Linked DNA regions of Mus musculus: regions 1, 2, 3, 4, 5 and 6 are each linked to region 7. A link is a contact called in public Hi-C, HiChIP or PLAC-seq and promoter capture Hi-C data. All regions are on one chromosome and are shown on one strand. The core of a region is the stretch at or near the end of the contact, and the rest is flanking DNA. Distances in the headings are between cores, read along the strand shown.

Region 1 (2,992 bases), core at 473-2,972, 740 kb before region 7:
CCCCCCAAAGAGCAAAACCATCTTTCATCAGTGAATTTTTCCAGTTTTCATGTGCTCAATATTTACTGAAATGTTATTAGAGTCCCATAAACTCCTCTCCTATTCTGCTCCTTATTAGTCCAGGATGATTTCCAAAACCAAAGTTAACAGAACAGCTTGCAACTCATTAAGCAGGATTAGAAGGTGGACTCTCGAGTCTAAATATGTGGTTTGGCTACTTGGTTGGGGAGGAGTCTTGGGTCTAGCTTTAAACTCAAAACCATGTATTTAGTATAAAATGGTTTAAAGAAAAAGATATCTGTATTGCTTGATCTGAAGCTTTGGTGAGGAGGGGGAATCTTAGAGACTCTTTTGTTGTCCAATCTGCTTTCTGTTGTCCAATTCCTGGGCTCAACACAGCTCCTTCCCCAGCCTCCAAAGTGGCTGTGACTACAGGCCTTGGCATCTGACCTGAAAATGTACTTCTGCCTCTATAAACACAGCTGGGCAATGGTGGTAGACACCTTTAATCCCAGCACTTGGGAGGCAGAGGCAGGTGGATCTGTGAGTTCAAGGCCAGCCTAGTCTACGGAGTGAGTTCCTGGCCAGACAAGGCTAAACAGAGAAACCCTGTCTCGAAAAGGAAAGAAAGAAAGAAAGAAAGAAAGAAAGAAAGAGAGAAAGCAAGCTAGCTAAATGAGTGATGGGTAGACTTGCTGCCAAGCCTAATTCCATGAGTTGAATCCCAAGGACCCACATGGTGGTGGCACATCTAAATTGTTCTCTGGCCTGTTACACACAGAAACACACACACCAAATAAATAAATGTATTTATTTCTTTAACTTAAAAGACTAAAAGAATGGCACCAGTCGTTTCTATTTTTTTAACACTTTTCAAATAACTACAGTAGCTGGATCCTGAATATTTCAACTAGCCTCCCACATTCAACTGATGGCTAATGGCTGAGCATCTGGGTCTATATTAATTAATGGGAAAGAGAAGCACGTCATCTTGAATTCTGTGGTTCTGACCCATGGCTGAAGGTTCAGAGACCGACATCCAGGTGCAAGCAAGGGATGTTCTGCACCCAGTGAGGATGCCAGCAGATATTTGCTCAAAGCTGCCAGAGCTCAAACAATTAGCAATTCCTCCGTCTGTCCATTTTATCATGAGCCAAGTTCTATTTTAAAAAGAAAAGATATGCAAAAGGGGGTTGTTAAAATGCTACATCTCAGACAGAGCGGTGGATAAACGAGCGATTCCGCTCCGGAAATCTCCCCTATGTGTTGTTTGTGCAACAGTGCATTCAACAACGGGCCCTGGGGATGCTCACAGGTTCTGGCACCTTGTCTGTGAGGAACACACACACACACTCACAAAGATAATGATGATGATTATAATGGTGATGACGACGGAGATGAGGGTTTATGTAGCAACGAAAGCACGGAGCCTGAACCCATGAGCGGCCAGGCACGTGCCGGATCTTCTCGGCCACGGCGCTGCCCAGAGGCTGCCCGGTAACTCGGGGCTGCGGGGAACCCTCACACGGAACAGCGGGTCGCGGGGGTCAGAGGCTGCTCTCTCCCCGGCCCGCCCGACTGACCTGTGACGCTAGCCCGAGTGACGCGCTGCACCACGGCCTTCATGGCGGCGGCTGTAGCGACTGGAATTTGCTGTGTGGTCAGACCTTGCGACTCCGCCGGTGGCTCCTCGACCGGCGCCCTCTACCGGCAACACCGGAAGAGCTCCGTGAGGACCCATTCCACAGAGCTGCGTCCCGCCCACGTCGGCCACACCTATCCAATTGGCCCCGCCCATGTCAATCACCCTCACCTGTCACCTATGCATAACCTAGTCCATTTGTGGTAGGCGCCGCCCTATCCACCCCTGAACTCCTTCTTAAGCACTATAGTCCCAAACTGCCAGCCTAGTCTCCACTATGTCCAGACACTCATTAATTTCTGCTCCAGTTTCTTTCTCTTTCAGTTTTACCCTTAAGTTTTTTTCCTGCTTTTCTCCCTCTTTTCCAATCCTCCGGTCACAGATTTTCCAAAATCTTCACTTGTTCTGTAGCCTCAGCAGCAATCCTGTTGCTAAAAACAAAAGGACCTGCTGCTAACATAGCCATTTAACTACATAACTATTGATTTACCTTAGACACAATAGTTAATAGGTCTATCAGTCTAGAATTCTAATTCCTTCCTAATACAAATCTAATACTTAGCCCTATCATAGGGTTGTTAGGAAATTTGGATGGGCTGTAAAGATGCTTAGATGGCTGCAAAGAACTGTATAGCTATTACTGTACTAAGTTTTCATCACTAAAAAATAACATCTTCATAGTCCAGTGGTAGTCCATGTGTTTATAATTAAACAAAGAAAAAGAAGAATGGGGGGGGGGGGAGATAGTCCCAGCTACTTGAGATGAAGCGGGAAAGTGTTTTAAGTCCATGAGTTCAAGACCACCAATGTGGGCAATGTAATGAGACTTTCCCTTAAAAACGAAATAGGAGTATCAGAAAAAGTTCACCCATTTCAGAGTGTCTTTGCTTTGAACGCCTCTTCCAGGATTAGCAGATTCAGAAAAGCATTTGTTAGAAAGCAATTTGATAGAACTGTTATTTGGCCCGAAATACTCTAAGGAATGGTGGTTGAACATCTGTGATCCAAGCATTCTGGAGGCTGCAGTATGAGGATCACGCTGAAGTTCAAGGCCAGCATGAAATACAGAGTGAGATGTTGCTTTCCCCCTCACCCCCCCAAAAAAACAAAAACAAAAACAAAAAAGGCCTAGAAATGTGTATTATTGTGGGGTATCCATCAGATAAGACTACTCAGACCGGGGTTAAGCCAGTAGAAAGTCTTTATTAGCCAACTGGCAACTACACTGGGTGTTCAGGATCTCATTAAAGCTCAGATTCTTTTAGAGTGAGCATTTAAGCAAAAAAAAAAAAAAAATTCCTCGGTTGACATACTTCAGTTAATAAGCACAGTTAGGCTAAAGCAATTACA
Region 2 (3,084 bases), core at 511-3,010, 580 kb before region 7:
CGTCCGCCATTCTCAAGCGCTGTTTCCCATCTGTGGGCCTCCTCCACTGCTAAGCCAGGCTTCGGTGTCACACAGCACATCGGAACTTGCAGCGCCGTGAGTCCAAGGCAGGCCGGCTGAGGCACTCAGAGGTCAGCAGCTCCTGAGGGCTTCCTGTAGGAATCACAGTGGTGACAAAGCCCTTTCACCCCTGATCCACCCACACCCACAGCAGAGCAGACCAGCCAGCAGTCTGAGGCTACACCAGGCCGAAAATAAGAGCTGTTTGGCCTATGTCATATTTACTATATGTTTTTCCTTCTTATATGTCTGTTATTGCTGTAAGGTTCATTAATATAGAAGTGACGGGTTGCCATTTTTATCTGTATAGTTCAGGGTTAAATACATTAATTGTTGTTCCTGATTCTAGAACGTTCATCTGCCCAATTTGAAACTCTAATACCAATACTCTCCTACACGCCCCCCAACAGCTAGCAACTGCTGTCTACTTACTGTCTTTATGAGCTTGAGAACTTTAGAGGCCTTGTTTAAATAAATAGAATTGTGTGTTATTTGTCCTTTTGTGTCTGGCTTATTTCACTTAACATAATGTCCTCAAGCTACAGCGTATGCTGGAATTCCCTTCCTTTTAAAGGCTGAATAATATTCCATTGTGAACAAACACCCCCTCAAAACAAACACACACACACACACACACACACACACACACACACACACACACGCACATGCACACACACGCACACACACGCACAAAGGATCTGACCCCCTCTTCTGGTCTCTGTGGGAATCTAAACAAACACAAATTAAAAATAAAACAAAAAAAATGCATATACAAATAACACTTCAAATCTCTCTTTTTATTGAGTATGGGTCCAAGAGTAGAACGGTTGGGCCCCCGTGATGTTACCCTTTGTTTCGTTATGAACAGTGGCACTGTTTTCCATAGCTGCTGTATGGTTTACATTCTCACTGAGCACACACGGGCTCCCGTTTCTCTCCCTCCTCCTGGCACCAGTTATTTTCTGTCTGTTTTGTTTTGATAGTTGCCGTCCCCACGGTTTTGATTTGCATTTTGCTGATAATCAGTTGTGATTCTTTCATCAGGTCTGTACTACGGTTTAGGTGTGCTTCCAATAAGCTGTTGACATGAGATTTTTGGAGCTCTTACAATTGCCAATTGATGGCTTCGCGACAGTTTGCAGGGAGAGCAGGGCATGTCCACCAGATACCCGAGTGCTCCTATCCGTTCTCAGAAGTACTGCCTGCGGCCTTCGGCCTACGGCCTGCTGCCTGACCTGGGGGTCAGGGTGAGGGGCACGTTTTTGTGTCTCCACCCTCACTCAGTTTGTCTCAGCTACCAGGTCTTCAGGCCAGGACTCACCCAACCCAACCCTGCACACCTTCTGCCCAACCCTGAGGCCTTCTGGAATCTTCCACTACCACTCTAGGGACCACATCTGGCCTCTCCACACACTTCTCATAATCATCTCTGAACACCAGCCAAAAAATATTTGCCAAGCAAATTAACAGAAAGGAGCCTTTCCCTGTAAAGCTGAGAGAGCCAGCCAAGAATCTGGGCATGAAAGCAGCGAAGGCTTGAGCCGTGCCAGGCTCTTTTGCAGCTGTGGTCCCGTGCCCCTTGCAGGGCGCCGCCCACGTTTCTGGCGCTGAGCTCTGATCGAGAACTGTTTACTGTGGCTTCCAGAGGTGACAGAGTCAGAGGAAGGGTGAAACCATTCTTAGTTGCAGTAATTGCGCAAATGGGCCAAGGCTCCTCTGATGACTAAGCCCTTAGCAACACCTTCAGGGAGAAGCGGGTGGGCCCAGGGCTCTCCCACGGTTTGTCACAGTTAACCAGGAAGTGTGGATGAAGACACCAAGCCTTGGGAGACAAACAGGAGACCTCGCCTGCCTGAGAAGCTGAGCAGAACCTTCAAGGCCTCCCCCTTGGCTGTACCCACAGAATCCCCCAGTCTCCGCCTGGGAGCAGATACCTAAGGGTGCAAGGGATTTGAAGTCTGGTCTTCAGACTTGCACAGTTGCTGGCCTCTCGAGGTCATTTTCCACCTCTGCTAGGCAAGAAATCCTCTCAGGGCCCCAGTGGTTATGAAAAATCCTTCCTACTGCCCTAAGGTCTTGCTGGTCCTTATGTCTGCTCTACCTCAGTAACCCGGTGTGCTGTGTAGGCATATGTAAAAGACAGCTACAATCTTGTTGTTGGTTTTTTTTTAAGATTTATTTATTTATTTATTTAATGTAAGTGCACTGTAGCTGTCTTCAGACACTTGTTAAGGATGGTTGTGAGCCACCATGTGGTTGCTGAGATTTGAACTCAGGACCTTCAGAAGAGCAGTCAGTGCTCTTAACCACTGAGCCATCTCTCCAGCCCCGGACAGCTACAATCTTAAACATGAGCCTGACTAATAAACCTTGTTGGTGTCTTGGTCTCATGGGTGTCCATCTAGGAACTGGTGCCTGCAAGGGGAGATGAGTGTAGAGACTCATACCAAGTGTTCGTATATACTTGCTACAAGTCAGGTTTGTTTTTTTTTTTAAGAATTAGTTATTCACTTTTTCATGTATATGAGTACACTGTAGCTGTCTTCAGACACACCAGAAGAGGGCATTGGATCCCACTACAGATGGTTGTGAGCCACCATGTGGTTGTTGGGAATTGAACTCAGGACCTCTGGAAGAGCAGTCAGTGCTTTTAACCGCTGAGCCATCTCTCCAGCCCACAAGTTGCGTTCTAAACTATTGATCTTCCTTTTCTTTATTCTTTTATTGGAGTATGGGTAGTGTGTGTGTGTGTGTATGTGTGTGTGGGTGATGGTAGTGGTGGTAGGGGTAGCTCTGGCTAGCCTGGAACTTGCTACATAGACCAAGTTGGTCTTGAACTCACAGATATCCACCTGCCCTTTCCTCCCAAGGTATGCACCATCACACTTCATTTTAAAACAAGAAACAAAAAACCATCAGGATGAAAGAAGTTGATATTTATTGAGCATCTGTGGAACACTATACACAACCAAGTCACACACACACAACCATTCAGTCCCACAGCAACACTAGGAAGCCACTACT
Region 3 (3,068 bases), core at 109-2,608, 750 kb after region 7:
ACTAGCTCAGGGGTAGCCCCACCCATAATGGACCTGACCCTCCCACATCAGTCATGAATTAAGTAAACGCCCTAATGGCTTGCCTACAGCCCAGCCTTATAAAAGCACTTTCTCAGTTGAGGGTCACTCCTCTCAGCTTGTGGCAAGTTGACATAAATCCTGCCAGCACCTAGAGAAATAAAAGCCTGTTGGCCATCAGAGCTGAGAAGCATTCGGGCGATCTCTAGAGCTTTTGGTTGTCTCTGTGCCCTCTGTCATCACCCCCTGAACACATCAGTCCTGTAAAAATTCTTGACTTTGATAGTCAGGAAGCCAAATTTAAGAGAAACTGCAATTCCAAATATATAAAGGAAAATCTGTTTTTTCCTGAGTTTAGTGGTGATAGCAGCATCAGGAGGCTAAGACTGGATGAATGTTAGTTCAATGCCACTCTGGCCTACGTAGTGAGTTTGAGACTATCCTGTACTGCACCACATATAACCTATGGAGGAGGAGATGGGGGAAAGCTAGTCATTATTTGTTGGGCTAAAAGCTCTTTGTACACATTTCTTTTTCTTTTCCTTTTTGCATACTAGCACAATACCACTGACTCATACATTGATTTTAGCTCTCAGTCCTAGGGCTATCAGTGGTGGTCTTCCTGTTAGCAGAGTCTCACGGTGGTTGGTGTAGGGGCCAGAGAAAGAGAGTGTGTGCATATGTCTCTCCTGGTCTCTCTCTCTCTCTCTCTCTCTCTGTGTGTGTGTGTGTGTGTGTGTGTGTGTGTGTGTGCTTTTGAAGCTGCCTGCATTCAGTCACGGAAATGCTATCGGGGTCACTGTAGCTGATCATAATCTCCTGCCAGAGACCCCTCCTATACACACCACAGTCAGGTGCTGGCTGCTTCCACACCCTTAATCACAGTGAAGATTAATGAACACACAGAGAGATCACGGCATTTTAACTTAAAGAAAAAACTTGGTGTGCACCATGAGAGATGGTTTGGGGGCCTCTGTACTGCAGAAGGGATGGGAGAAATGGTGTTTCTTCTCAAAAGGGAGGGATGAGGGGTTGGAGGAAGAGGCGACAAGAATAAAGGGATGGTGCAGGCTAGAGCAAGTGTCATGGAAGGTGGCCAGGATCAAAGAGAAGTGGCACTGCTATGACTCTACTGCAGTACCACTCCACGTCTGTGGACCTCTGCATATCTCTGAAACCTCCCACAAATGCAGCACATTGCTCACCAATGCACCTGCCAGTCAGCTTCTAGTGAAAGTTAAAAAAAAAAAAATGGTTGGGTCTCAGGCATTCTTGGGCAGAGTTGAGAGTAGGAGGCTGTCACTGCAGAAACCCAGAAACAATCTGTCGGAGCAGATTTTGGAACTCGGCCACCTAAAGCTCCCTGATCAAGCTGGTTTACTTGAATGCCTGGAAAGTGGGGTGGGATGGGAGAGACTGCAATGTAGTAGCCATGCTAGGCCATTGCATGTCCCTCCAACATTCCATAGGAACCGTACTGCATTTTCTCATCTACTGGTGGATAGAAAAGGAGTGTGAATCATTTGGAGCAAGGCTGAGACACTAAGTCAGCACGAGACATGGGGATTCCCTCCAGAAAAGCAGAGACATTAAAATCTGGAGGGAAAAATAGCAAGCTTGAGTCAATACAGCAAAGGGGATTTGTGTGCAAAACAGGAACTTAGAAAGGTTAATGGAAGCAGGTCTGCTCCAGAGTTAGGTCTCCCTGTAGAAATGACATTAACTTCCACAGTGCACAGATACAGAGAGTCAAGATGGACAAGTTATGTTGGAGTATGCTGTCATTGATACACAGAAGAGAAAGACACATTTTAGAGATTGCAAGGCTGGTTAGGAAAGAGAATCCTCTAAACTCAACTTACAGCAATCTGTGATGTCACAGCAGGAGAGGCACGTGCATATATCGTTGGAATAATGTGGTTTCTTAGAACACATTCCCCAAGGAGTAAATTCTGGGTTCTATTGTACAGCTCTCTGTGATGCTAGGGAACTGACATGTCTGACCATACTGCATGGCTACCATGCAGAGAGACATCGCTCTGAGATACAGTCAGTCTATGGATTTGGCCAAGGAGATAATTAGTTTATGGGCACTGGGGTGAGTATGATTAGTGAGGCATCTCTGCCCACTCTCAGAGTAATCTGCAGGCCACTTAAGGCAGTTTCCTTTTCACATAAAGAGCAACCAAAGGCAGAGAAGAATCTCCTTTGGGGAAAGCTAGATCTCATTTGCAACTGATGTATGTAAATCTCTTACATTTCCACCTTAACCAAAGCCTCAAGTTTAGGTTTTATGTGTTTGTGGTGCCATCTGCTGGTAAGATGTAGATTTCATATTATGAGCTCTCAATTCAATTCTCCAAACTTTGTTCTTTTACACTGAAAAATTGAGGACTCCAAGTACCTTTTTTTTTTTTTTTTTTTTTTAGATTCATTTATTTATTATGTGTAAGTACACTGTAGCTGTCTTCAGACACTCCAGAAGAGGGAGTCAGATCTCCTTAATGGATGGTTGTGAGCCACCATGTGGTTGCTGGGATTTGAACTCCGGACCTTTGGAAGAGCAGTCGGGTGCTCTAACCCACTGAGCCATCTCACCAGCCCTCCAAGTACCTTTGCATGGAGCATATATATAACATTATCAGTGATACTGTAATTAGGAACTTGGAAAAAGTTCTTATTTGTTTATGTAGGAGAGTAACAACAATTAATCCCATATAAATGTAAATAATTTAAATAAGAATATTGTTCTCCAAATTGTAAAATTATTAAAAAAAGTGTAATATATGCCTTGAGGTTTTATGTGCATATATATGCATATATACATATATACACATATATGTACATATATACACATATATGTACATATATACACATATGTGTACATATATACACATATATGTACATATATACATATATATCATTATATATAACTATATATTACCTAACATATTGAAAGAATGGATATGCATATATATGGAGAGAGAGGAGAGAGAGAGATTTCATATCTGATTCCACAATTCAATCTGTCTCATTATTGTGTTTGGGAG
Region 4 (2,998 bases), core at 232-2,731, 780 kb after region 7:
AGAAACTCCTCTCCTGGTAATGAAAATTACACAAGCCAGTGCTCCCTTTAGCTGTGCATTCCAGGGAATTCAGAGCAAATGTGAAATTCACTGGCAGCATCAGGAACTCTGAGCCTCACTACCTTAACATTACTTCTCTTTCTGTACTCTCGTACTTTGCCTGAAATCATCTGGAATCTATAGGAAGTTAAGGTCAATAAAAATTTAAAGCAAATGGACTCCCATTTTACAGTATGTGTACTTTCCACTTTTTAGCAATTCAAAGTGACATATAGTAAGTACATCCTGACTGACACCTTCATCGGTTTTAGATGTATCTCTTGGATGACATCACCCATGCTTCATCCCTCCCTGGACTCTGCTTTGGTCTGTGGGTACATTTTAAGTCAAGCAAGTGGCTCCTGCAAAATCAAAGAGGATTTTCCCCTTTAGACTGACCAGTCACACACAACCCTTGGCAAATCCTCTTAGACATTTTTTGAAAGAGACTTAACTTATGTGCAATGCAGAAACCTCAGCATGCATGTTTTTTTTCCCCTGATCAAAACATCAGTTTGAATTACCCTTAATTTTGTTGTGAAATCACCCCTTTTTAAAAATGAATCTGAATTTTTGTGTTTCCACTTACGGTTTCCATATTATCTTTGCAGCTACTGTTAAACATTAAACGGACTGAGGACAGGAAAGCCAGGAAAAATTAAGAGTAATACAATTAAGAATATATACATATGTATGTATGTATGTATGTATGTATGTATGTATGTATGTATGTATGTGTGTATGTATGTATTAAAAACAGTCTCGTCTTACACTGCCAGCCCAAAACTCTCCAGCTCCGTTTTCTGTTACCAGCTTGGAGTAAACATAGATCTGCTGCCCTTTCTTGACATCGATGAACCTACAGTCTGGGGCATTGTAATCTTCCTGTGCTCTTGCCAGAGAAATAGTATCTGGAAGAGAAAAAAAAGGGGGGGAAGTGACCAGATGTCCTATGAGTAAGAAGGCAAAGTGTAAGAAAGGTAGGAGAGAGGAAAGGAGAGCACAGCTGGGTTTCAAACGGGGGTTGCGGGGGGCGACAAGGAAATCTTAGGAAATGAATTCTCTGCAGTTAGACCCCAAACACAGACCTTGAGACACAGAGCTGCAAACAATGAGCACATTTAGGATTCACTGCAAAGTACAATCTGGCTGTTTGCCAGACAGATTTCCCATTATATGATAGAAAGACAATGAGAACCAAACCGTTAACAGTGCCTTACAGACACACTCCTCATCCGCACACAACTTCTTAGAAGAAAGTTTATCCATAAATACACCATGCCCGGCACATAGAACCACAAGGCCCCCAAGCAAAAGAATCAATATCCTTGCCATCTTCCTTCTTGCTGTTTTGACTAGCACTCTTTGCCTGATTCAAGGGTTCTTTTATTTGAAAGCTGACTCTCTGGGTAAATACCCAGCCAATAGGAAGGGGCCAACCCCCACCCCCCTCTCTCTCCTCCCCTGTAATTTTATAATGTGTGCAACTGGATTCCAGAGGCTTTTTGGCATTTCATTTTTCAGAGAGAGTCAAACGCCCTGTGTCTGTGTTCCACACAAATGTCATGCCATGCTTAAAGCTGTATCTGCCACAGCTTGTGGCGTCTACCAGCAGGGCTCTGTTGAGAGGCCTGTGAGACTATCAACCACTGTTTATTTTTCTCTTTTGTCCTCCTGTTCTTTCAGTTTATGAGCAAACATGTATTGACTGTAGGAATCTGTTCAAGATGTAAAATGGAGACTAGGGAGATGGTCACTGGATCAGGCACTTGTTATGCAAGTGTTTAGAATAGAACCCCAGAACCCATACAACAACTAGACAGGCATTGTGGCAGAGACAGACACAAGACATCCTGGAGGCAAGCTTGCTAACTGGAGAAACTGTAATCAGCAAGCTCTGGGTTCAGCAAGACCCTCAATAAATAAAATGAAGAGAAACTAAGGAAGATACCCAATTGTCAATGTCAGGCCTTCTCAGGAACACATATGCATACGTCCACACACATGTAAACACAGACACACACACAGTGCGGCACACATATACATTTTAAAGAGTCAAAATGTCTTGAGAACAAATTTTATTTTAGTAAGTCTAATAAAATTCTAGATTTGCATAATATATGCAAATATATTTGCATAATGTATTTTGTGTTGTTTGTATATGTAAATATGTATTTACATAATATAAAGAACTCTTACACAAATATTTTGTGATAGGTTTCTTAGAAGTTATGTTTGGCCTGAGCCACTGTGGATTATATAATATATTAGTTAATATCACAACCAGATCTTACTAATGTGGAAGCAAGAAATAAGTGGGGGAAGAAAAGAAGGTAAATCTTTCTTTATTCCAGTGTTCGTTAGCTTACGACATGGAACCTGAGACAATCAATTTATAAAGACAAAGTTTGTTTGTGTGGGTTACAGGTCTGGAAGTTCTAGTTCATGGTCACTGCTCCCATTAATGTGGCTCTGTGGCATGTCCTGGGAGAAGCCAGTAGCAGAGAACACCACTTACGGCCAGGAACCAGAAGATACAGAAAGAAAAGCCAGCAGGACCTTGCAATCTCCTTTGCGTCACCCGCAATGACATATGTGCCTCTCAGTAGTCCTCACCCCTCAAAGGTTCAGCCTCCTCCCAATTGCACCAATCTGGCGGAGCACACGTTTTAACATGAAGGTGGCGTTTTAGAGACATCCAAGATCAAAACTGTAGCAACTTCTTCTAAGGATCATGTATTTAATCTACAAATGCTGATTGATCCAAGAGAAGAGGGTGAAACTTGAGAATTGTTACTGTGGTGGTTGCAATGAAAATGTCTTCATGCTACCATGCTCTTGACCATGGCAATAGTGAACTAAATCTATGATCTGTAAGCCAGTCTCAATTAAATCTTTTCCTTCATAATAGTCATGGTGTGTCTTCACAGCAATAAAACCCCTAGTAAGACACTTAGCT
Region 5 (2,748 bases), core at 53-2,552, 690 kb before region 7:
GGGAACCCATGTTCCTTGGCCAGGTGTGGATGAAGAAGTTTCAAATGAGTATGACATTACATCTAGGCTGAGGCATGGCTATTGTTATCACATTTATTGTGGCTTATGATAGATTTTTAGCAGGAGGAAGTAAAAATGCAGTATAGGATGAATGAGAACACGAAAATGTTAAAAGATGCAGATTAGGGAGAGAGGGAGAAAGCAGCTTTAATTAAAAAGAGATTGACACCATTAATGGAAAACTTCCACACTGGGGCAGTAAGAAATGTGCCCGGAGGATCAGACTCCACCCATTAGGGTTTCGACTCCTAAAAGGACAAATGTGTTTAAAAGGAGAGAATGCCTCCACCCCTCTCAAGGGTTTACTGCTGGAACATGGCACCATGGCTCACCAGGGTCTGCCTGCATTCGTGTGGCACCAGAACTTGGTGTTAATTGTTCATGTGATGTTGTCCTTGCAAGCATGCCAAATATGAGTAAGAGGGATTTGCTAGGCACATTGGCATATAAGGTAAGTTGATGTCTGTGAGTTCAAAACCAGCCCAGCATACCTAATGAGACCTTACTTAAAAATAAATAAATAGGTAAAATGAGAGCACATGGAGGCTTGCTCTCAGATTCTAGAAAGCTGCTACCACTAACAAAATATGACCCGGTTGTATTGTTTGCCAAGAAGCCCTGAAAGGTTGTTGCATGAGCCCGTGAAAGTGGAGCTTCAGTGGTAGTGGATAGCATAGGACACTGGAGACACAGCTCATGTCCAGCATTCATGGAGTGGGAAGCAGAGAGGTCCCTGAAGCTCACTGGCTAGCTACTCTTGCTAAACCAATGAGCTCCAAATTCACAGATCTTGTCGCAAAACCCAAATGTAATGTGGAAATGAAGGAAAGAAGACACCCAACACTGACTGAATGTGGTGACACTCCTTTAATGCCAGCACTCAGGAGACAAAAGCAGGCAGATCTTTGTGAGTTCTAGGCCAGTCTGGTTTACATAGACAGCTCCAGGCCAGTAAGGGGCTACGTAATGAAACTGTCTTAAACAAATTAAGGAAAGTTCATTTGAAAAAAATAAACCTTCCTTAAAGAAGTATTGGTACAACTAATAAAAAGATAACACATTATGAGCACACTGTTGCCAGGACATAAGGGATGTGGAGTATGAGAACGCTGGAAAAGGGTAAATCAAAGATAATTAATATTTGATGGTAATTCACAGGGTTTGAGTTTAGCTGCCTGTGCTTTAGCCAGAAAATGCGTAGGCCTGCAGGTATCCAAGAACTACAATTCCCAGAAGTCCGCAGTGCAGGCTCTGGGCCGGATGTAGTCTTGGTCTGAGAGCTGCTGGTCCAAGCTGGGCAAGGGTCTCCCACGTCTACATTCATGGCGTCCCCCAACAAGGCAGTGATTGTTCCCGGGAACGGAGGCGGGGATGTGGCCACCCACGGCTGGTACGGCTGGGTGAAAAAGGGGCTGGAGCAGGTAAGGAATGCTAGCCCCTGCTCTTCAACCAGCTTGGCTCGGAGTGAAGAGAGAGGGAACGAAAGGCGAGGCTCGCAGATGTGGTCCGTATACTACCTAGCGAACAGCTCAAAAAGCAGAAGGCGCAGGTTTTGGCACTAAAAGGAAAACCTGTTTTACAACTAGAGAGAATGCCCCCTCCGCACCCCCATCGGCTGCCAGTTTAGATTCCAGACTTTCCAGATAATTTTATGTTTATATTCATTTCTTTGTTTTTAGTTCACTATGTGATATTTAATATAAACAACGGATTGTATAGTATACAATAAACTACCAAACTGAGATTTTTTTTTTCCTGTGCTGTCCAACCCAAGGTGTCTTTGTGTGTCCTGTACAATTGAGCTACACTCTCAGGACAAATAAGAACATTGCCCGTATCTTCTGAATAATCCGTCTGCTCCCTGTCCCCCCACCCTTATGACATTCTGAAGTTTATTTTGCTTCTTTTTAAATTATTGTGTGCAGGGGCACATCTGGAGGTCAGAAGACATTTTTGGAATTAGTTCTTTCTTACCTTTACACAGGTTCTGGGAATCGAACTCAGGTCACTGGGCTTGTACTTCAAATGCCTTGGCCAGCTGGGCTGCTTGTCTGGCCTTTTTGCTACACCTTTTAAAACTTAAAAGTATTTTTTACAACCATGATTATAATCATTAAACAACGGATTGTTTAATGTGGTTTCTTTGTGAACTTTATAGAATGAATGTGTGTGTGTGTGTGTGTGTGTGTGTGTGTGTGTGTGTGTGTGTATAAAATATATAATTGCACCTTAGGTGGTCCTGTGCCTAAAACTTATTTGTTGTTGTTGTTGTTTTTGTTCTTCGAGACAGGGTTTCTCTGTGTAGCCCTGACTGTCCTGGAACTCACTCTGTAGACCAGGCTGGCCTCGAACTCAGAAATCCGCCTGCCTCTGCCTCCCAAGTGCTGGGATTAAAGGCATGCGCCACCACTGCCCAGCCTGTGCTTAACTTTTAATAAAACAAAACCCTCTTCTATATCCCAGAAATTGGTTTCCTGCTTTGGCCTCTAGAATAGAATTTCAGGAGAAAAGATTCTGTTTGGAATAAAACTTCAGGGTTGTGACTGAAAGTTATGGACAAAGCTACCAACTCTTGGGTCAAGCTGAAAATGGCCAGTGGGATGGGATGCCCAACTTCCTCAGTGGTGTCTCTGTTCTTTTTGACCATCTTTCTGTGGAACAGTGTTCAGCTCAGGTCATTCTGTCCCT
Region 6 (2,936 bases), core at 307-2,806, 660 kb before region 7:
ACATCCCAGAAACAGCAAACAGGCAGATATCTAGGATCTCAGAGCCCAGCCAAGCTGACACATAAGGTTAGCCATCACAACGATATGACAGGAAGCAATGAAAACCAGAATATACAACAAATTACATGAATTGGTTGACTTCACCTTACCATGGATAACAGTCTATTGATGGCCACTGCCCGCTGCTGGGCTTCAATGTGAGGCATTTCGTTCTGAATTACTTGATCTGTGATTCCATGAGGGAACTGGTGGCATAATTCTATAATTCTAGGAACAACGGTATAAATGGTTTATGTTTGCTTGCTTTTAAAGGCAAATAAGGAAGATACACGATAGTCAAGCTAAAAAGCTCAATGTTGTCAATGGGAATAAGTACAGCAAAGTGACTCCAAGGTCTGTGGGCAGAAAGCAAATAGAATATTCGGGGGTGGGGGTGGGGGGCAGCATAGTGATTCACCATAACTGGAGTCTTGAGAATTATCCCCTCCAAACAAACTGGAGGGATTAATTTGTTTGGAGGTGTAATAAACTTATTATCCACAATAATAATGTTGAGAAAGTCGTCTTTTAAATACATTATAACCTAGAAACACATGTGCACTACGGGAGTTAAGGCACTCACTGAACCTACTTGGCTCAATGGTCCTTTGTAATCACAAACTGAACCCTCATTTGGCCCCAACGTTCTCTTATAGAACTTCCCTTGGCAACCGGGCAATCCTGGATTCGAACACATGTCCAAGAACTACAGGGAAAATGCAGGTCTCTCTTCTGGCCCTGGCTGCTGTCACGTTCCAAGTGCTCTAATAGAATCCCGGAGAACCCAGTTCCACAACGTTTCAAGCTGTCCCGCTGCTCTAGAGCTTCTGAAGAGTTCTACTCTCCCTAATCGGGGCGGGGGGGTCGCCCAGACACCCGGCAACCCCGCTCCCGCGTGCTCGACCAGTCTACCCCAGCCTCTCCCCGCGGGACTGAGAGAGAAGGGGGTCCCGCTACCCAGCTGACTGCTCGCTTAGCGTCGGGAGCCTAGCTTTATTGCAGTACCTGTTTTCTATCTCCACCGGATCCGCGTCCGGCGGCTGCACCTTGACCTTCACCTCCGCCATGAGGGCAGTTTTCGAGACTAGAGGAAAAGTGGCCCCTCGGAGCGCGCTGGAAGTCTCGGGAACCGGTGGAGGCGCGCGCCGGGGACCGAGGCTTGAGAGAGAGGCGAGGGACCTTCTTCATCCGGTCGCGCTGGGCCTTCTTCATCGGATCGGCTTGGGGCGCCCGTGCTGTGCCTGCTCCGCCTTGCTCGGCAGGGTCGCCACAGCGACTCCCTTCCGTTGTCTCAAATTTCAGTGCTTGTCGGACAAGAGCCTCTGGCTCCAGTACGCACCCTTCAGCCTCTTCCAGCCGCCGAGAAGGCATATTCTTGGACACCTACAAGAAAGTGTCGCAGAAGGATCTGGAGGCGGGTACCAGACGGAGGCTGCAGCCAGAGACAAGGGCGGGGCTGGTTGCTAGGATGTCGATTTCCCTGCCAATCATCTGCTCGGCTCCCGATGGGCGGGGCGCGGTTCGCAGCGTCTGTGGAAACGCAAGCTGCAGCGGAGGAGCTGTGGTGAGACCGTGAGAAACCTGACAACGGGTTGGCGGCGGCGGTGCTGCGTCGGGGGTCCTTAATCTCTGTCCTTGAGGCTGGAGAAGGGTGAGGAGAAGGGCATCTCTCACTGGGTTGGGAGGGAATTAGGCATCTCTGACTGCCTCGCGAGGCCGAGGGCATGACGCAGGGTCTGGGTCCTGGTTTGGGCAGCGAGGAGATGGTTCAGGTGCAGGATGTTGGGAGATGCTGGTGGCATGACACTGACACCAGGCTGCGGTGTGGACCTAGCGAATCAGCCATCTCTGTCTCCTTCCTGTGAGGTCCAGTGACCACCCCAGGTTTCCAAGAGCAGCTAATAGCTAACCGTGAGCACTTCAGTCTCGAACCAACGGTGTTTATTTAGAATCTAGTTTTCAGCTATCTTTATTTTAGCTGACTCTCACTCGAAGGGAAATGTGAAGGTAGGCGAATCCCTCTACATCCAGCGTCATTTCTGAAGGGTCAGATACCTGTAGTTTTTATTCTTGGTCCTCAATCTGGAAGAATCCAAAAAGGCATTAAATTCGTCTTTTAATTCTAATTATCTCGCTTTCCAGAACAAGATATGTCAAAACGCAAACATGTTCACAGCAACATGATCAGAATTCCAACTACCATTTAAAAAAAAATGACCTCACCACTGAACAACAAATTGTTACATGAAAAATTGTAAGCCAGGCATGGTGTCTCATTCCTTTAATCCCAGCACTTGGGAGTCAGAAGCAGGTGGATCTCTGTGAGTTGGAGGCCAGCTTGGTCTACAGGTAGAGCTCCATAACAGCTAGGGCTGTTACACGGAGAAACCCTGTCTCGGGGGAGCGGGGGGCGAAATGAGGATGCAAAATGTTGATTATAAAAGTGAGATGAATATGTACATTATAATTGAATAATAATGTAGCCACAATCGTTGAAGCTACAGTGCAAGTTGCAAATACTGGATTAAGAGGACTCCTCCCCACCTCAAAGAAAAGACCCATAAGGTTTCTGCCCTGCTAGTTATTTACAAAATAGCAGAGCTAATAGGAAATGATGGTTGTGGGTTTATATCCATGTCAACTTCCTTTCTATTGAGAGCTGATGCTCTGCAGTCTTTGCAGTATATTTTCCAAAATACAATACACTGCAGTGGTTTGCAAAGGTGAGACTGTGGGGGGTTAGAACCTCTTTTAAGATTTGGCTCTAAGTAATTCATGCTACGTGCAGAGTTACCTGCTCCCCTTATGTAATGAGTTGCCTTGAAGTCAGGAGAGTGAGTGTGTGTGTGTGTGTGCATGTGCGCGCGCACTGGCTGAAGGCAGTGAAGAGTGAATGA
Region 7 (2,990 bases), core at 296-2,795:
GTGCTGTCTCAGCCGATCAAAAGACCTGCAGCTAGAAGAACTGTTCAGCCGGGCTGGGGACCCAGAGAGTGGTGATAAATATGTGTTATTTCTCGACTCTTTGGGGTCGTTTGTTCTGTAGCAACAACTGACTAACATGTGATGTCAAAGGCCATGGGTGATTTATCGTACCTGTTACATGTGGGTTTTGCTCTCTGGGAAGTTGGAAATCAATTCATCACCAGCAGTGTGTGGGAAACCTTCAAAATACTCACATCATGCTCTCCTCCACTTGGCCATGAAAACCTAAATGTCTTAGGAGAGAGAGGGAAGGATGGAGGGAGGAGGGGAGGAAGAGAGAGGGGGGGGGAGGGAGAGAGAGAATATGACCATGTCACCACACATACAGATCATACATTGCTTTGTTCCAGACTGAATCCTTTATTATATAGGCTTCTTGGAGTGATAATAAACTAAACAAAGATCTCAGTGATTTTCCCTATTTTTAGTAACTTTAATTTGTAGCATAATTATGTGTAATCCATATGGTTGGTAATATATGGTGTTGCTAAGCCTTAATTTATAAGAGACCAGTCCTTTTGATAATGGTTTTTAAAACTGTGGGTGATACACATGTACTGCTAAGTATGTGGTTATAGAAATGTGAAATGTGTGCACGTATATGCTGTGGTCGGAGGAGAGCATTTAGTGTCTTCCTCACTGCCTTGACGAAGGGTCTCTTATTGAACTGAAGGTTTGCTGCTTCTCCATCACTGTACCTCCCTCTCCATTGCTGAGTTATAGGCATATTTAGCCATGTCCAGCGTTTCGTGGGTGCCGAGGATTTGAACACAGGTTCTCGTGATTGTACAGCATGCTTACCTACTGAGTTATCTCTCCAGACTTTGATAATGATCTTTAAATAAATATTTTAATATGATAAATATTTATATCCTGGAATAATCTCATCAAATAGTTCAATATTTTCAACATTAATTTTACTTTTGAATTTTTCAAAGCCTATCACATTGAGTGATTGTATATATTTCAAAGCTTGTTTTTTAACTCCAACTGCCATTTCCATAATAAAAGTTAAAATGAAACATAATGAGAATATTTATTTGAGAACTGGATAGTTTACTAAGTCCTTAGACTGTAAGGATTTCTGTTAAGTTTGAAGCATCTAACCTCACCTCCTTGGTGAGAGAGCAACGGTGTAGGTCAGTATCACCAGTCTTCCTAAGTCACTATACAAGTTGTCAAGTCCTCACAAATACACCCAAACAGTCATAAGAAATTACTAGGAGGACAGCTCAACACTTACATGCTAGGCCATTTTATCTGCATGCATAGTTAGGAAGCCCTCCCCGAGACAGCCTCAGCAACATGGTATTATTGTAACGCCTTTAAAAGCCTGAAATCAACAACAAACAAGTAAGTTCATAATGAAAGTTGGAAGGGACAGGAGAAAGTGCCAGGCCCTCTGCTGCAGGACTTTAGCAAGCTGGCCTTGGGTGGCTTACACAGAGCCAGTTAAAAGAGCATCATGCATCTCTTGTCCCCCTGATCCTCCGTGCAGTCACATAGCAACAGGCCTCCACAATGGCGGAACAAAGAGGTCCTTGCCCGATGCCCCTTCCACCCGGGAGCTGTATGGGCGGCTTAATCCCGCACACAAAGCACCCGCGGCTCTTCATTGTTGGGCGCCCGCCCCGAGGGCACATCTGCTGACCGGCTCTGGAACGTCCCAGCCCGGCCGGCCGGTTTATTTAGCAGGCGCAGCCCAGGCCGCGGCCTTCCGGGAGCCATGTACCGCCGCAGCTACGTCTTCCAGGCCCGCCAGGAGCGCTACGAGCGCGCCCAGCCCGCGGGCCCCGCCGCCCAGCCCGGGGGAACCGCGCCCGGCCTGGCAGCGCTGCAGGCGCTGGGCGAGCGCGTGGCAGTCCAGGTCCAGCGGGCCCGCGCGCTCCAGCAGCGCCACGCCGGCCTGCGGCGGCAGCTCGACGCCTTCCAGCGCCTGGGCGAGCAGCCCGGGCCCGAGGACGCGCTCGCCCGCCACGTCGAGGCCAATCTGCAGCGCGCCCGGGACCTGACAGCCGAGCACGCGCGGCTCGAGAGGCAGGAGGCCGAGGCGCAGCGCGCGCTCGACGAGTTCCGCAGCAAGTAAGAGGCACGGTTAGGGAGACTGAGGCACGTAGGCGATGTGGCGGGAGGCGTGGGGGTAACTGCAGACTGTCCGCGGAGAGAGGGGCGTCGGGATGCACGGGTCCTGCAGACGTCCAACTTTCAGTTCCATGGCACTTTCGGGATCCGGCTTCATTTACTTTTCCTATGTTTTGGGATGATAGATAGAATGGACCATACAGGTTTTAAATGCATAGTTCGAGTTTTTGGTGTTTAACTTGAGCCAACACCCAAATATGCGAGGTAGTTTGCACCACCCCAGAGCTGCAGTCTCCCAGTTCCCAGTGCACCCCGGTTCTATAATTTCAGGATATGCACTCTCACATGACTGATTTTGACTCCATACTTTTTTTTTTCAATTTAATCTTCATACAGGTACATATTGTACCATAACCGCATTCTCCCCTGGATCCTTACCTTCCCTTTTCTCATTTCTCCTCCCTCCCACTTATCTCCCTTTTCCCCAATTTCTTTTCTTGTATGTGTGTGTATGACTTTATGTGACTATATACAATCTAGGAACTACAAATTGGAGAAAACATATATTTGCTTTCTGAAACTGGCTCAGTTGGCTTTAATGTTAATCTCCAGTTGCATCCATTATCCTGGGAACAGCATAATTTTCTTTTTTATGGCTGAAAAATTCACGTATATATCAACTGTCTGTCTTGTCTGTTTTTTTTTTTTTTTTAGACGGAGTTTCTCTGGGGACTATGTTTGAATGAGTGAATATGTATATTTTAAAGCTTGTTTATCAAGTCCAACTGCTATTTCCATAATAAACGTTAAAATGAAGCATAATGTGAATTTATTGGCAAGCTGGATAG

What was found. Promoter capture Hi-C pulls out the DNA fragments that hold promoters and counts their contacts. Hi-C and Micro-C count contacts between places; a contact is called where the count stands out from the background. HiChIP or PLAC-seq counts read pairs in DNA pulled down with a chosen protein or histone mark.
Region 1: a contact with region 7 is called in a promoter capture Hi-C map of neural stem cells. The contact joins the promoter of Dtd1 here to the promoter of Bfsp1 in region 7. A contact is called at or near these places in 2 of 39 promoter capture datasets (cranial neural crest and neural stem cells).
Region 2: a Hi-C map of bone marrow-derived macrophages shows a contact between it and region 7, with 15 read pairs. The contact joins the enhancer-like site here to the promoter of Bfsp1 in region 7. A contact is called at or near these places in 10 of 39 promoter capture datasets (the 3T3-L1 cell line, 3T3-L1-derived adipocytes, the C10 cell line and 7 more), 2 of 15 datasets of contacts at CTCF or cohesin (large pre-B cells and stem cell-derived epiblast-like cells), 33 of 484 Hi-C or Micro-C datasets (CD4 T cells, CD8 T cells, LSK cells and 23 more), 13 of 115 datasets of contacts at active chromatin or transcription factors (astrocytes, bone marrow-derived macrophages, cardiomyocytes and 9 more) and 3 of 9 other capture datasets (embryonic stem cells, liver and macrophages).
Region 3: an H3K4me3 HiChIP or PLAC-seq map of forebrain shows a contact between it and region 7, with 9 times the contacts expected there. The contact joins the enhancer-like site here to the promoter of Bfsp1 in region 7. A contact is called at or near these places in 6 of 39 promoter capture datasets (3T3-L1-derived adipocytes, cranial neural crest, frontonasal cranial neural crest and 3 more), 2 of 484 Hi-C or Micro-C datasets (cerebral cortex and embryonic stem cells), 7 of 115 datasets of contacts at active chromatin or transcription factors (astrocytes, embryonic limb bud, embryonic stem cells and 2 more) and 1 of 9 other capture datasets (embryonic stem cells).
Region 4: a promoter capture Hi-C map of second pharyngeal arch cranial neural crest shows a contact between it and region 7. The contact joins the promoter of Otor here to the promoter of Bfsp1 in region 7. A contact is called at or near these places in 9 of 39 promoter capture datasets (cranial neural crest, embryonic stem cells, frontonasal cranial neural crest and 3 more), 2 of 115 datasets of contacts at active chromatin or transcription factors (astrocytes and embryonic stem cells) and 1 of 9 other capture datasets (embryonic stem cells).
Region 5: a Hi-C map of bone marrow-derived macrophages shows a contact between it and region 7, with 11 read pairs. The contact joins the promoter of Rbbp9 here to the promoter of Bfsp1 in region 7. A contact is called at or near these places in 1 of 39 promoter capture datasets (the C10 cell line), 1 of 484 Hi-C or Micro-C datasets (bone marrow-derived macrophages), 1 of 115 datasets of contacts at active chromatin or transcription factors (astrocytes) and 1 of 9 other capture datasets (liver).
Region 6: a promoter capture Hi-C map of liver shows a contact between it and region 7, with 4 times the contacts expected there. The contact joins the promoter of Dzank1 here to the promoter of Bfsp1 in region 7. A contact is called at or near these places in 1 of 39 promoter capture datasets (liver), 1 of 484 Hi-C or Micro-C datasets (muscle stem cells), 3 of 115 datasets of contacts at active chromatin or transcription factors (astrocytes, embryonic limb bud and pro-B cells) and 1 of 9 other capture datasets (liver).

Annotation. Positions count from the first base shown.
Region 1 is chr2:144,598,683-144,601,674 of GRCm38.p6, reverse strand. It overlaps Dtd1 (D-tyrosyl-tRNA deacylase 1), which reads right to left and starts at 1,722. Exons shown (of 6, transcript NM_025314.3): 1 at 1,584-1,722. The coding sequence starts at 1,626.
Region 2 is chr2:144,440,182-144,443,265 of GRCm38.p6, reverse strand. No RefSeq gene overlaps it. Among named protein-coding and RNA genes, the nearest start is that of Gm46768, 21 kb to the right of the region's middle. Within about 2 kb of position 1,760, at least 99 of the 459 cell types and tissues checked have an H3K27ac peak or open chromatin away from gene starts, as enhancers often do. A contact at or near this core is called in 3T3-L1-derived adipocytes, CD8 T cells, Th1 cells and 11 more, where this site is marked.
Region 3 is chr2:143,113,196-143,116,263 of GRCm38.p6, reverse strand. No RefSeq gene overlaps it. Among named protein-coding and RNA genes, the nearest start is that of Otor, 36 kb to the right of the region's middle. Within about 2 kb of position 1,358, at least 12 of the 459 cell types and tissues checked have an H3K27ac peak or open chromatin away from gene starts, as enhancers often do. A contact at or near this core is called in forebrain and hippocampal neurons, where this site is marked.
Region 4 is chr2:143,076,876-143,079,873 of GRCm38.p6, reverse strand. It overlaps Otor (otoraplin), which reads right to left and starts at 1,481. Exons shown (of 4, transcript NM_020595.3): 1 at 1,260-1,481; 2 at 811-950. The coding sequence starts at 1,374.
Region 5 is chr2:144,549,413-144,552,160 of GRCm38.p6, reverse strand. It overlaps Rbbp9 (retinoblastoma binding protein 9, serine hydrolase), which reads left to right and starts at 1,302. Exons shown (of 5, transcript NM_015754.2): 1 at 1,302-1,481. The coding sequence starts at 1,383.
Region 6 is chr2:144,526,034-144,528,969 of GRCm38.p6, reverse strand. It overlaps Dzank1 (double zinc ribbon and ankyrin repeat domains 1), which reads left to right and starts at 1,556. Exons shown (of 21, transcript NM_172859.3): 1 at 1,556-1,690. Polr3f (polymerase (RNA) III (DNA directed) polypeptide F) reads right to left here and starts at 1,225. Exons shown (of 9, transcript NM_029763.3): 1 at 1,045-1,225; 2 at 150-267. The coding sequence starts at 1,106.
Region 7 is chr2:143,861,728-143,864,717 of GRCm38.p6, reverse strand. Bfsp1 (beaded filament structural protein 1, in lens-CP94) reads left to right here and starts at 1,545. Exons shown (of 8, transcript NM_009751.2): 1 at 1,545-2,142. The coding sequence starts at 1,787. It overlaps Gm33648 (a long non-coding RNA gene), which reads right to left and starts at 1,392. Exons shown (of 3, transcript XR_375039.4): 1 at 1,304-1,392; 2 at 172-293.